Regions from separate parts of the Anser cygnoides genome. Here regions 1 and 2 are each linked to region 3. Evidence: chromatin contacts called from public Hi-C data. All regions are on one chromosome and are shown on one strand. The core of a region is the stretch at or near the end of the contact, and the rest is flanking DNA. Distances in the headings are between cores, read along the strand shown. Region 1 overlaps LOC106034489. Region 2 overlaps LOC106034489. Region 3 overlaps FN1 (fibronectin 1).

Region 1 (3,639 bases), core at 950-3,449, 160 kb before region 3:
CAACGGAGGTGACACGGTGCAGCTGCCTCCCCTGGGGAGGCGGAGGACGAGATAAACAGCCTGGCTGGCTCCTGGAGGCCACTTCTCCAATTACCCAATGTTTTCCTCCGGGCTCTGGTCACCACGTCTCATAAATCCCTTTGCTATTTGGCTCCCGAGCGCTGATGGAGCAGGAACAGGCGTCCAGCGATGCGCCCTGTGCCGGGCTAACAAGGGACTGTTTGAAAGGAGCTCTGAGCAGGATGACGTCAAGCAAGAAACCTCTGGGAGGATGTTGCAAGCCGGGCTTTAAAGGCAGGGTTTGTTTAGGAACATCAGGCTTCAGCTGGATCCACTGATACTGGGCACGCCAGGGAGACATCCCAATTACCGGGCAGAACTGAGTAAGAGACTTTCAGGCTGCGGGTACCTTCTGGTGAGCAGTACATAAACATCCTGCCCTGCTCAGCAGGGAGGGATGGAGAAACCTCTCCGCCTCATGTGCTCTGTCTGAGCTCAGAGGTCCCCCAAGAGCACAGACAGCTGTGCCTCTTCCTTCACCTGGGGCTGGCAGAAAGCTGGCAGAGGCTGAGAATAGAGGGTATGTGTTGGAGAGGGTCTGGCCGTGCCCCTCGCCAGCCCCTGCATGTGTACATCTACGATCTTGATGGTCTTTTCCAACCTTAATGATCGTATGATCTCCTTTAGCTGAGCTACGTGAGATTGCACCGAGGTCCTAGGGAGGTGGTCAGGCTTGGTGTACTGAAGTCAGCAGGAGAGACATCAGCATTTGGGAAGGTGAAGCACTTCAGAAACAAATCCTGCCAGACATCAGGGACCACCAGGGAATGGCACATGGCCTCCTGAATTCCCAGCTTGTGGCTTGGATCTGCCTATATTAAAAATAAGGCTTCAAAAGAGATTTAATTCACTCTGCTCCCGCCTGTCCTTGGACAAGCTTTTCCCATAGGAGCTGGGGCCACTTTGGTCTTTGTCCAGAGGCTGTCCCTCAGAGTGGGGGATGCTTTAATTCCTCTGATTTGCTGCTCTCAGCTCACATCAGAAGCCCCACGTCTGGATGCTGTATCAAACAGTGAACAGCTTGGTGCTTTTAGGAGGCGAGACAGATGCAGTCAGGCTTTTTATCTTCCAGGGCCTCCAAATTGCTGGATTTGTATTTTATTTCAATGATCTCTCAATTGCTAGTCATTACACAGAGCAAAAGAACAGCCACATTTGGATAACTTTTCGCTTGGCCAAAGCCCGTGCTTAAATACAATTCCTGTCTCCCAGCGACCCATGGTGGGGGTTATTTTCCAGCCTGAAACCTCGAGAAGTCGAGTTGAGCTGGAAATGATTTGTGCTACTCTACGTGCCGAGAGCTGAGAGTGGGACTTCGGGTGGCTGTGAGTTTCCTTCACCCATCAGTGAATCACCAACCTGTAGAAAGGAGAAAAGAGAAATAGAAATGGGCTCCCACGCCCGGCTCTCCCCGTCAGCGCCAGCTGCTGACAGCCTCTCCGAGCAGTTTCACTTCATGCCACAGCGCTCCATCTGCAGCTGCAGTCCACCAACTGGCTCTTTGGGAGCTCGCTGACCTTATAAAGCATGATTTGGTTTTGTTTAAGGAAACAACCCCGACTGTTTGGAAGATGCTTTGATCCTAAATAGCGTTTTGAAGCCACAGGGCCGGGTGAGGCTATGAAATGATCTGCTGGTGAGTCACAGCACCGCTTTCGGGGCTATCCATTTTGTCAAGCAGCATACCTGATTCTCTTGCTCCTCATCAAATATTTGCTGTCTGTCTGAGCTTATAAAGGCGACTTCACAGCCGAAGCAAACGCCTGCCTTGACAGTGGTCCATCCCTCCGCTGCCGGCTCCTCTTGCACACATGCACACGCGCACTTTGCGGAGGAGACGTGCATAAAGCCAGCAGACAAAGGCAGTAATCAAAGTTGCACGCAAAGCAAAAGAGATGACCAACAAATGCCATTAGCTTCCAGGAAACAGCAAGCTTTCAGAGGCCAAATCACCCTCGGTGAGAGCTAGCCCAGCTCCATTAAATTCAACAGACGCTGTTACACTTCAGTGAAGTAGGTCTTTTAGGGTTTATTTGAGGTTAACTGCCCAAATCCCTGGCTTACAGACCTCTTTATGTCCAAGATAACAAATGGGAAGGCAAATAAGAGCTCAGAAAGAAGCCGTGCTAGCGACTGGTTGCCTGCCCTCTGGCTCGCTGTATTTGCTGACAGCACAGCTATGCGAAGCATTCGGCTCGACGCGCAGCGTGGCCATCCTGCTTTTATTTAAGGACACCACCTCACTCCCCTGTGTTTGCTTTTTGGGGACTTTGCCTAGCTGCCAGGTAGGGATATCCACATCGAGTAAACAAGTGCTATCTGCACTTTTCCCGGTATAAACAAAGGCTGGGCTTTGTCCTCACCACGAGGATGCTGCAGTAAGAAAAGAAAACAAAAAAGCTAACACTTACCTTTCAGTGAGTAGGATTCTCCTAAAATAAATAAAAGGATGTTTAAAAATGAACGTTAAAGCTGTGGAGCAACCTAAGCTATTACATTAGCAATTGCTTAGTCCCAGGCCAGCCCTAGCCATCCTCTGGTGGCAGGGGATGTGGCTCTGTGGGAAGATGGAGCCTGAGCAGATGTTAATGCCCCTGGAGCTCCTGACCCTATAAATGTTTAGTCCCTTGTTCAGCTGCTCTCACCAAAGCCAGGCTCAAAGCTTGTGCTCAAGTGCCTGTGACCCAGACTTTAAATCATTAACCGTACGGATTGGTAATGGGAAAAGGAAAAGAAAAGATTGTGGGGGGAGGAAGGAGGAAAATGCCTTTAAAGACTAGGAGCTGGACAAAACAATGCTGATTTTAGTCATGGCCCTGAGATCAGCAATAAAAGAGATCTGGATCTCAAAAGATTACACGCATTGGGTGTAAGCTGTTGGGAAGCAGAAATTGTGTGCTAATAACACGAGGATGGCAGACTGATGGAGAGGCCACTGGCATTTGGATGCCTCCTCTTGGCATGTCCTTTCTTATTACTTCCATTCTCCAAGAGGCAAATTTACTTAGCTCTGCCCCAAATGAGCCTTGGGGAACCCCAGACCTCCAGATTCACAAACGCAGGCTGCGATTCGACGTCGAACGCAGAGCAGTCCTGGGCACTGAGCTCTCGAAGATGTGAGTTAACTGGAGAAAGTCCAAGAGGGAACATTAAGAAAGGCCAGAAGACACAATTTATGAGGAAAGAGTGAAAGAATGAAGGTTGTTTAGTCTAGAAGATGGATGATTACGCCCTTCAACTACATACAGGACAAAGAATGGATTAATCCTTCCTCAGCAGTCATGGTAGACAGTCAGAGTAGTAATAGGCTTACATTGCACCAGGGATGATTTTGGTTACACGTTAAGCAACACTTTCCTCTGCTTACTCTCCAAGACTGCCTGCTGAGTCTGCATCTATGGATTTTTATTTATTTACTTATTTAAGATTATATATAAAAATATGTATATTTTTTTTAAAGTCAGGTCTTAGATTGATTTGCATCCAGTGGGGGTGAGGGGTCATTTTTATGATTTTTTGATAGAACAAGTGCAGCCATCACTTACCATGGAAAGAGTCTTCACGCAGAAGGGAGTTTGG
Region 2 (3,896 bases), core at 1,064-3,563, 140 kb before region 3:
AGACCTTGTTGAAAGCCTCAGTCAGCCAGCTCAACCCCAGCTAAATGTTGTTTGACACTCCAGATAGTTCTAATAGATTTGTGAAGTGTGATTTCTCCCTGCAAGCACCGCACTAACTCCTCCCCAGTCTATCAGTTTTATCCAAGTGCCTACTAATTCTAACATTTCTGCCAGCTGCTCTGACACAGCAGTCACACTTCCTGGTATATAGGTCCCTGGAGATGCTTTCAGAACTGGTGGCATATTTACCATGCTCCAACCTTCAGGCACCGACCCTGATTTAAGCAGGAGGCTTCACACCCCAGCAAGCGATGCCATGGTTTCCCATCTCAGTGACATTAGAGGTCCTGGGAGAGTAACGCCTCGTTCAAGCAACCCATTGCCCTTCAGTTCTCTCAGCGTGGTCTGATCAAGTTATCGTGGGTTAATGAGCCATCACCCACCAGGCATGCTGGCTGCTTTCAAGTCCCATTACAAAGGCGGGATTTTAAACTATAGCATTTCACTCCACAACAGAATTGAACAAAGAAGATGTATTTAGTCCCATTTTTCCAGCGGGCAGTCGCAAATTAGGTAGGACAATTCCACTGCTTGCCATCGTGGATCAGTGCCCTGCTTCCCTTGGCCCAGTGATGCTCAAGGTCAGAAGAGATGGAAACTCCCCCAGAACACCCACCGGTTCTGGCCGCCTCCAAGGAGACTTTCAGGCTGAGGGGACAGCATGCAGGCGTTTTCTGAGTGTGGGAGCTTTGTGCAACCCCCTGTCTTTGCTGCAGAGCCTGCATTTCAGGCTTACATCTCCAGCCACTCCAAGCAAATTGCGCCGTGATAGGATAAGCCAGGGCCGAGGCTGCAGAGGTGAGAGGTTAAACAACTCTTGAGCTACGCGCTAGCTGAAAATACACGATGAGAGCTGTTGCCAGGTTAACTCCTAGAAAAATCAGCCTCAGCCCAAAGGGCAGATAATAAATTGGTGTATAAGCTAAACAAAGTGCTGACGCAGCCTTTGCTGGAACAGCACTCCCAGCGCCGCTGTAATACGGGGCCAGGCTGAAATTCCGCTGTGATTGACACTCTGCCATCACATCATTTGTTACCGATCCCATTTTTCCTCCCTTCCTCTGCTTTTCACTTCAAGGGACAGGACCTGCAGCAGCACAGCCTGCAGAGCCCTCCTCCGATCTGTTTTCCATTTGAGCATCCTCCTCTGAGGATTGACTCATGCTTCTTGACATAAAGCACCGCCTCTTTGGGCTCTTATAAGGAAACAGCAGGAGAGAATTGTCTAATTCAGACTTTTTGGCAGACTTTGCATACTATGCATTATAGCGTGCATTTCTAGCCAATGCCTTTGCCCTTTTGTGGTCATTTCAGAACAAACTGAGCTTCCTCCCTCAACGTTTTGGGTACTTTTGCAAACTCACAATGCCTCAGACCAAACAGAATTAGTGTGAGGCTGGGAGTACATCAAACCTTGGAGGAATTATTTTAACATATGAACCATAAACACTCCTCTTCCATTTCTGCTTTGCTAGTAATTCACATCCCAGTGACTCCAGGATTTTGCTACAGGGAAATACATTTCAACATCATATACAACAAATGGGATGCACAAAGATTATCATGGCCATGGCCTGCATTTATGGGAGCCCTGTATCTGTCCCACGCTCAGGTCTTTAAAACTGGAGCTGTGAAAAAATGCCTATAGTGAAACACGAAACCAAATGAGACTGACCTGGCCTGGGATTTGGTTATATATGGGAAAGTCAGGCTGAGTTCACCTAGAGAGTTGTGAAGGTTCATGAACCTTGGGAGGGAGCAAAGGTCCAGTTCCGAGGAAGCCTAGCCAAACCTTTTCCAGAAATGTTAAACTAGTATATATTTGGGAACAGAGAGATCCTGTAAAATAAATAGTTTTAATAGGAAATCTATTGGAGGGAGACCTGGTGGTTTCAGCAGCGTTTAGCATTAACGTGGTGAATGAAGAGAAGGCTCAAGCTCACACAGAGCCTGAGAAGTGTTAAAAAACTCAGGCTGAACCCGGAGCCCCTTGTTCCTGAGGATCCTATTATAAATGTGTCATTTGCAGCTCTAGAGGTGAGAAGAGTTGACTTTATTGGGTATCTGCACCATATCTGAAATAGGGAAGTCTCAAGCTGGCTGAGCCCTTTACACTCTGATGAACTGAAGGCATCTCCTCATTTTCCCCTGAAAATTTTCTCAGGATTTTTTTGTACTGAAAACTACCGGTCTGCCCTCTATGCCCCTCCTTTTGGCCACGTTCAGCAAAATATTTCACAAACATGGACGAAAACTAACTGAAAGTTCAGTAAGCACTGTTATTTCCAGAGAAGGAAATTAAAATTTTCATCTGAAAATCATGACTGTTTCCATGGAACAGATCTTTGGAGACAGGTTCTCTGATCATCAGTACTACGATGCCCTACAACAAAATATGGGAAAACCCCAATGTAACTGACTTTCTCAGAGGCAAAGGAGCATGCCAGCGACTTAACAGGGGCTGGAGATTTTGCTTTGGGTCATGACTCCACTTTTTTTTCAAGATTTGGCAAAGGTAAATGGAAAAAGATTTTCAGTATAGCTGGTATCTAATCTTTAAATTAGAAAGGAACTGAAACCAGGGCTTCGGACTTTAATTACCACTACCAGGCTCCTAAAGCTGGGAGGAAAAAGTATGATAATGCTTTTAAACACCAGATTACTAATCTGCAGCCTGATTAACGAGCTCCCATATGCCAGACAAGCTGGTCTCAAAGGGACTCCCCTGCCCCTTACTCTGTGGGTCTGGGCAGCAGTGGTGATGCTCACCACAATGACTGCCCTGCCTCCGAACCCTGACAGCCCTGGGCTCCAAGAAGGGAACATACTGGTGGTCTCGGCCTCATGGCTGTCAGCAGAAGAGGACAGTGGGTGTCAGGGGATCAAGCTGGAGCAATTTTGGTGTTGAACCTACCTTTGATAGGTCTGGCTCTTGCCCCATCTGACTTGCTCGCTCCAGGAGTGAACACAGACAGGCAGGGCAGAGCCCTTGGTTCATCTGTCAGCTTAAAAAAACCAACGACAACAAAAAATAAAAAATAAAAAATAAAAAAAACAGAAATAAAAAACAGAAATTAGCCTTGCTTTCCCCTAAGAGAACATCCCAACCATACTGTGATAGGAAAAGAATTAGGAATTAAGAAAGAACGGTGGCACGAATGCCATAAACATCACTTCTGTGTGCGCTCCGCTGCCAGAGCACACATAATAAAGCTTAATTTCCTGGTGCTGTGCCCTGCCTGTAATACACTGCCCAGATCTTCCTACTGCTCCCAGCTGAGAGCCAAGTCATTCTATAGGATTATTTTGTTAAGAGCAAAGCTACTTGATCAGAAGAGATTTAACACCAGATTATGGCCACAGCTTTTTCCGGCCCGGCGGCTGTGGAGGAAGAGGGCAGGAGCTGCTGGTGATGTGAGGCTGAGCCTGGAGCTTGGGAGGCCTGGGTTCAGCCCTTGCAGCAAGTCCCCTGTAAATCTGGAGATAAGACACCCTCTACTGCCTTTTCCACACCGAAATACAGGGTTTGAGGAAGGGGGATGTGTTACAGACAGTGAGACGCTCGCCTATTATGAGGGGGATAGACAAAAGCTCTGATGCCAGCACACCAAAACCTCCTGGAAGCCAGAAGCCACATGCCTTTACGATGCTCACAAGCTCTTTCCCAAGCCCTGTTGCCCATCCCATGGCCCAGCACCTGCACCCCAAAATCAGCTCTAGCAGAGTCTGGGCTAGCAGGGAGAGCCAGCCCTGTGCCAGGCTTGGAAAGAAGCTGAGGCTTCAGAGCTGAGGGGTCGTGGTCTTAACCACACAGCACAGGAGAAAATTCTGTACAA
Region 3 (4,126 bases), core at 298-2,797:
ATGAAATCCTATTGTGTCTGAAAATCCGGAGGCTGTAAATCCTTCAACACAAGTAGAAGTAGTCATAGGAAATTAGTGGTATACCCTCTCCTCTCCTGTGTGTGCATGTATGAATTCTAGATGAGATGACTTTTCCAGCTGTAAGCTGCTGTATGGCAACTTTAAACCTCTCTTGGCTCCACATGTGTAATATGAAATCCAGCTGCAAGAAGCACATTACTGAAACTTGCTACCTTGTTTTCAAATTAGCCCCGCAGGGTATATTTAAAGTATTGGGAAATGCCAGGAGGCTAAAGGAGCCTGACAGCAGTACAGGCGTATTTTTCTCTTAACTGTAGTAGAACCAAATGTAGTCTAGAAGTCTGTTTGCATGGATCTGACACAGTAGTCTGTTATGCATGAGATATTTTCTCTAGTGACTCCCTAAACATGTGTCTCAATCAGCTTTTATGTATCAGAGAAGATTAATGTATATTTGTTCTTTGCTATGTAGCTGTGCCTCCTCCCACTGACCTCCGCTTCACTAATGTGGGGCCTGATACTATGAGAGTGACGTGGACTGCACCAACTTCCATCGTGCTGAGCAGCTTCTTGGTGCGCTACTCACCTGTGAAGAAGGATGAAGATGTTGCAGAGCTGACAATTTCACCCTCTGACAACATGGTGATCTTAACAAGTAAGAGAATTACATAAGACAAATATAAGAGGCCCCTTATATATGGGTGGAGATGTGGCATAAGATGAGGGAAAAGAAAACTGTTTGCTCTAAGTATAACTGGCCAAACTCCCAGCTGATACAAGCTGATGTCAAAGTAGCCTCATGCAAACGCACACAGGTGGATTTTGGCCACTTGCTTTAACTAAGTTAAAAGCAAACCACAGGAAAGCTTTTCCCATCAGTCCAAGGACGGTGGTGAATCAGAGTATGGGGTAATTGCTTTGCTTTGCAGCCTGGTTAGGTATTAAGAGTAAATACATATTACTCTCTTAGTTTGCCAAAGAAGACAAGGACCTATAGTGCAGAGGTTTGGGGGAGGGGGGGGGGGGGGGGCGGGCAGGGGCGATCAGAATGTGCCAAAGGTCATTGTTCCTTTGGTTCTGTATATTTGGGACCAGAAGATAAATACTGTTTGGAACTTCAGGGGACATGGCAAAAAATCTTGGGCACTTTTCAAAAACTGAGTTAATTTTTGCTGGTGCAAAAGTTGTGTTTTACTTCAAGGTTTTTTTTCCCCATCCTGGAATTGGATTGGTTGAGTGAAAGACAATAGCTCTTTTTAGAATAAGGGTCCAGATCTGAAGCTCATGTAAATTAGAATAGCTGTGTTGAAAATCCCTAGCTCTGTTTCAGTTTATATCAGCTAAAGCTTTACCCTGGTACATAACTAGATAGCTAGAAGGGGCTGTGATGAAAACTCATTGCTTCTAGCCAGTCCCCACAACTTAAGAACACAGTGATACAGGATACTGTGCTCCTTCAGGCTAAAACATTTCTGGCAACAGTAATGCCACAAAAAAAGATTTGAGTTTGACTGTCACGAAGGCTCAGATCTTCCATCAGGTAAAACCCGATTATCCCCATAAACACAATTAAAATTGCATAGCTTTTTAAGTGACTTCTAGTCATTAGTAAAGAAATCTGTCTAAACCCCTTTACTTAAACTCCACAGATCTGCTCCCTGGTACTGAATATCTTGTGAGAGTCTACAGTGTTTCTGAGCAACATGAGAGTGCACCTTTGTCTGGAATCCAGAAAACAGGTACTTAGACAACGCATAAGACATGCTTAATGCATTAATTAGTGCCATCCATTAAGTTGATCTTGCTGCCCTTGCTTGTGTGGTCACCTTGTTGACAGACCGTCAGATAGATATCAAAGAGCAATGCAAATCCACAACTTGGGAAATACTAGGACGTCTAATATCTCATTCGGTGTGAACTACAACTTCTGGTTCTAAATAGAGCATCATAGACCCTCATGTGAATGTACCAGTCATGTGTGCCTGAGAACGAGCCTAGGCAGAGCCTATTGTATCCGTCGGTGACTTTTGTTTTACAGCTGTAACAGAGCTTGCTGGTTGTGTGCTGCTTTATGTTGTGTTGTCTGTGTAAGAACAAATATTAAAACAAGTCAGACTGGTTATTTAGAGAAGACTTCAGATGTTGACCAAAGTTGCCATACACTTTCCTGCAGTTGTGTTCCAGCACTTGTTTATCTTGCTTTGATCCTGAACATGTGTGTGCTTAGTTCCACAGCTGAATAGCATTTGGCTTAAGATACGGCAGGGTCATGGTACTGAGCTTCATGCAACAAGACAGTGGTGATGATTAGTTGTTCAGCTGAGCTCAGTCTCTTGTCTCTTTGAAATACCCAGGTCTCGATTCCCCCACTGGCCTTGACTTCTCGGATATAACTGCCAACTCTTTCACCGTCCACTGGATTGCTCCTCGTGCCACCATCACCGGCTACAGAATCCGGTATCACCCAGAGCATGGTCCCAGCAAGCCCAAGGAGGACCGCGTGCCCCCCTCGCGGAACTCCATCACTCTTACCAACCTGCTCCCAGGGACCGAGTATGTGGTCAGCATCATTGCTGTCAACGGCAGGGAGGAGAGCGTGCCCTTGGTCGGCCAGCAAACAACAGGCAAGCCTTGAGGGACGAGTAAGCTGACTAAAAGTTGCCTTGAGGATTTGGGGTGTCCTTTAGTGAGGTAGATGCTGTTAAAACCAGATATGATACATCACTTGTAGATGTGTGCGCGGTGCTAGAACTAAGACAGATGAGAAGCAGAGAAGTACAGTGTGATGGGTGTGATCTGTACTGATGTATGTTGTGTTCAGACTCCCTCTCACTTCTGTTTCTAGTGTCTGATGTTCCAAGGGACCTGGAAGTTACCCCCACCAGCCCAACCAGCCTTGTGATCTCCTGGGATGCTCCTGCAGTGACAGTCAGATACTACCGGATCACTTATGGTGAAACAGGTGAGGGCAAGCTGCTCTGGCAGTTGCAGACCAGCAGATCTAGTCTGAGGCTATCGGAAAGCCACAGCAAATTGCAAAGACAAGTTTGACTGCAGCAGACAAAAACCCCTCTCTTTAAGATCTTTGCAGCATGTTTAAAGAAGATTGTCAAATACAAGGTTTATTTTTGCAGGAGAACAAATTATCTTCATCTGCCCCCTGCAAAAAGGAGCATTTGGAGCACTCCAGTCATTTTAGAGGTGGTTCTGTGTGCATATTTAATTTTTCATTGGGTTGGACCGAAAAAAACTGACGCAAAATTCACTGAAATCAACATCATCCTCTCTTCAACTTAATGCATATAAGATTGTCTTGTGGTTTTTTTTATGATTGAAAATGTATACTTGAAGAGATCCATTACACTTCTTTTTCCACCCCATCCTCTTCAGGTGGAAGCAGCCCTGTACAGGAGTTTACAGTCCCTGGCACCGTGTCCACTGCTACCATCACTGGCCTCAAACCTGGCGTGGACTACACTATCACCGTGTATGCTGTAACTGGTCGTGGAGACAGCCCTGCCAGCAGCAAGCCAGTTACTGTCACCTACAAAACAGGTGAGACCTGTCTGTACAACAAAACCCCACCAAAAACTTCACCAAAAACAAAACAGAAAAAAACAAACAAACAACAAAAAAGCTTTTTTTGGCTTACCCCCCACAAAGTTGGCACTGATCCCTGGTTTCTGTTAGAAGCCTTGGGCTGTGTTTTAAGCCCATTGTTCTCAGTGGAGCTGCATGTAACGGTGGCCCAGCATGATAAGTACATGGCACTGAAGTGGGATCGCAGACTCAGAATTTTGGAGGAGGGGAGACCAAGTGGAGTCCAGATGGGGACAATCAATGTTTGACTGCTCATTGTGGAGTGGAAATCCTGTTGGGCTGTCATATCAGAAGTCCTGGTTGGCTCAACTCTGGTGCTTCTGGTGCACTGTGACTGCAATGAGACCTGATTTCTAACTCCAGGACTCTCTTCTCACTCCTGGCCTGGATCAAGCATAATCCTACTCCTACCGTAGCTGCAGATGAAAGCATTTAGTAACCTTTAAAAATAACAGAAATCCTCAACTAACCTTTATACAAGGTCTGTCACCCATATAGCATGGTT

What was found. Hi-C and Micro-C count contacts between places; a contact is called where the count stands out from the background.
Region 1: a Hi-C map of liver shows a contact between it and region 3, with 1.6 times the contacts expected there. The contact joins two enhancer-like sites. A contact is called at or near these places in 3 of 7 Hi-C or Micro-C datasets (fetal liver and liver).
Region 2: a Hi-C map of liver shows a contact between it and region 3, with 4 times the contacts expected there. The contact joins two enhancer-like sites. A contact is called at or near these places in 2 of 7 Hi-C or Micro-C datasets (both in liver).

The regions. Positions count from the first base shown.
Region 1 is chr6:10,703,126-10,706,764 of Taihu_goose_T2T_genome, reverse strand. It overlaps LOC106034489, which reads right to left. Exons shown (of 21, transcript XM_066999647.1): 15 at 3,606-3,639. Among named protein-coding and RNA genes, the nearest start is that of MREG, 22 kb to the left of the region's middle. Within about 2 kb of position 2,199, at least 2 of the 3 cell types and tissues checked have open chromatin away from gene starts, as enhancers often do. A contact at or near this core is called in fetal liver and liver, where this site is marked.
Region 2 is chr6:10,681,273-10,685,168 of Taihu_goose_T2T_genome, reverse strand. It overlaps LOC106034489, which reads right to left. Exons shown (of 21, transcript XM_066999647.1): 9 at 2,975-3,065. Among named protein-coding and RNA genes, the nearest start is that of MREG, 44 kb to the left of the region's middle. Within about 2 kb of position 2,313, at least 2 of the 3 cell types and tissues checked have open chromatin away from gene starts, as enhancers often do. A contact at or near this core is called in liver, where this site is marked.
Region 3 is chr6:10,542,317-10,546,442 of Taihu_goose_T2T_genome, reverse strand. It overlaps FN1 (fibronectin 1), which reads left to right. Exons shown (of 46, transcript XM_048058515.2): 26 at 494-676; 27 at 1,671-1,760; 28 at 2,376-2,645; 29 at 2,867-2,983; 30 at 3,412-3,576. Among named protein-coding and RNA genes, the nearest start is that of FN1, 35 kb to the left of the region's middle. Within about 2 kb of position 1,547, at least 2 of the 3 cell types and tissues checked have open chromatin away from gene starts, as enhancers often do. A contact at or near this core is called in fetal liver and liver, where this site is marked.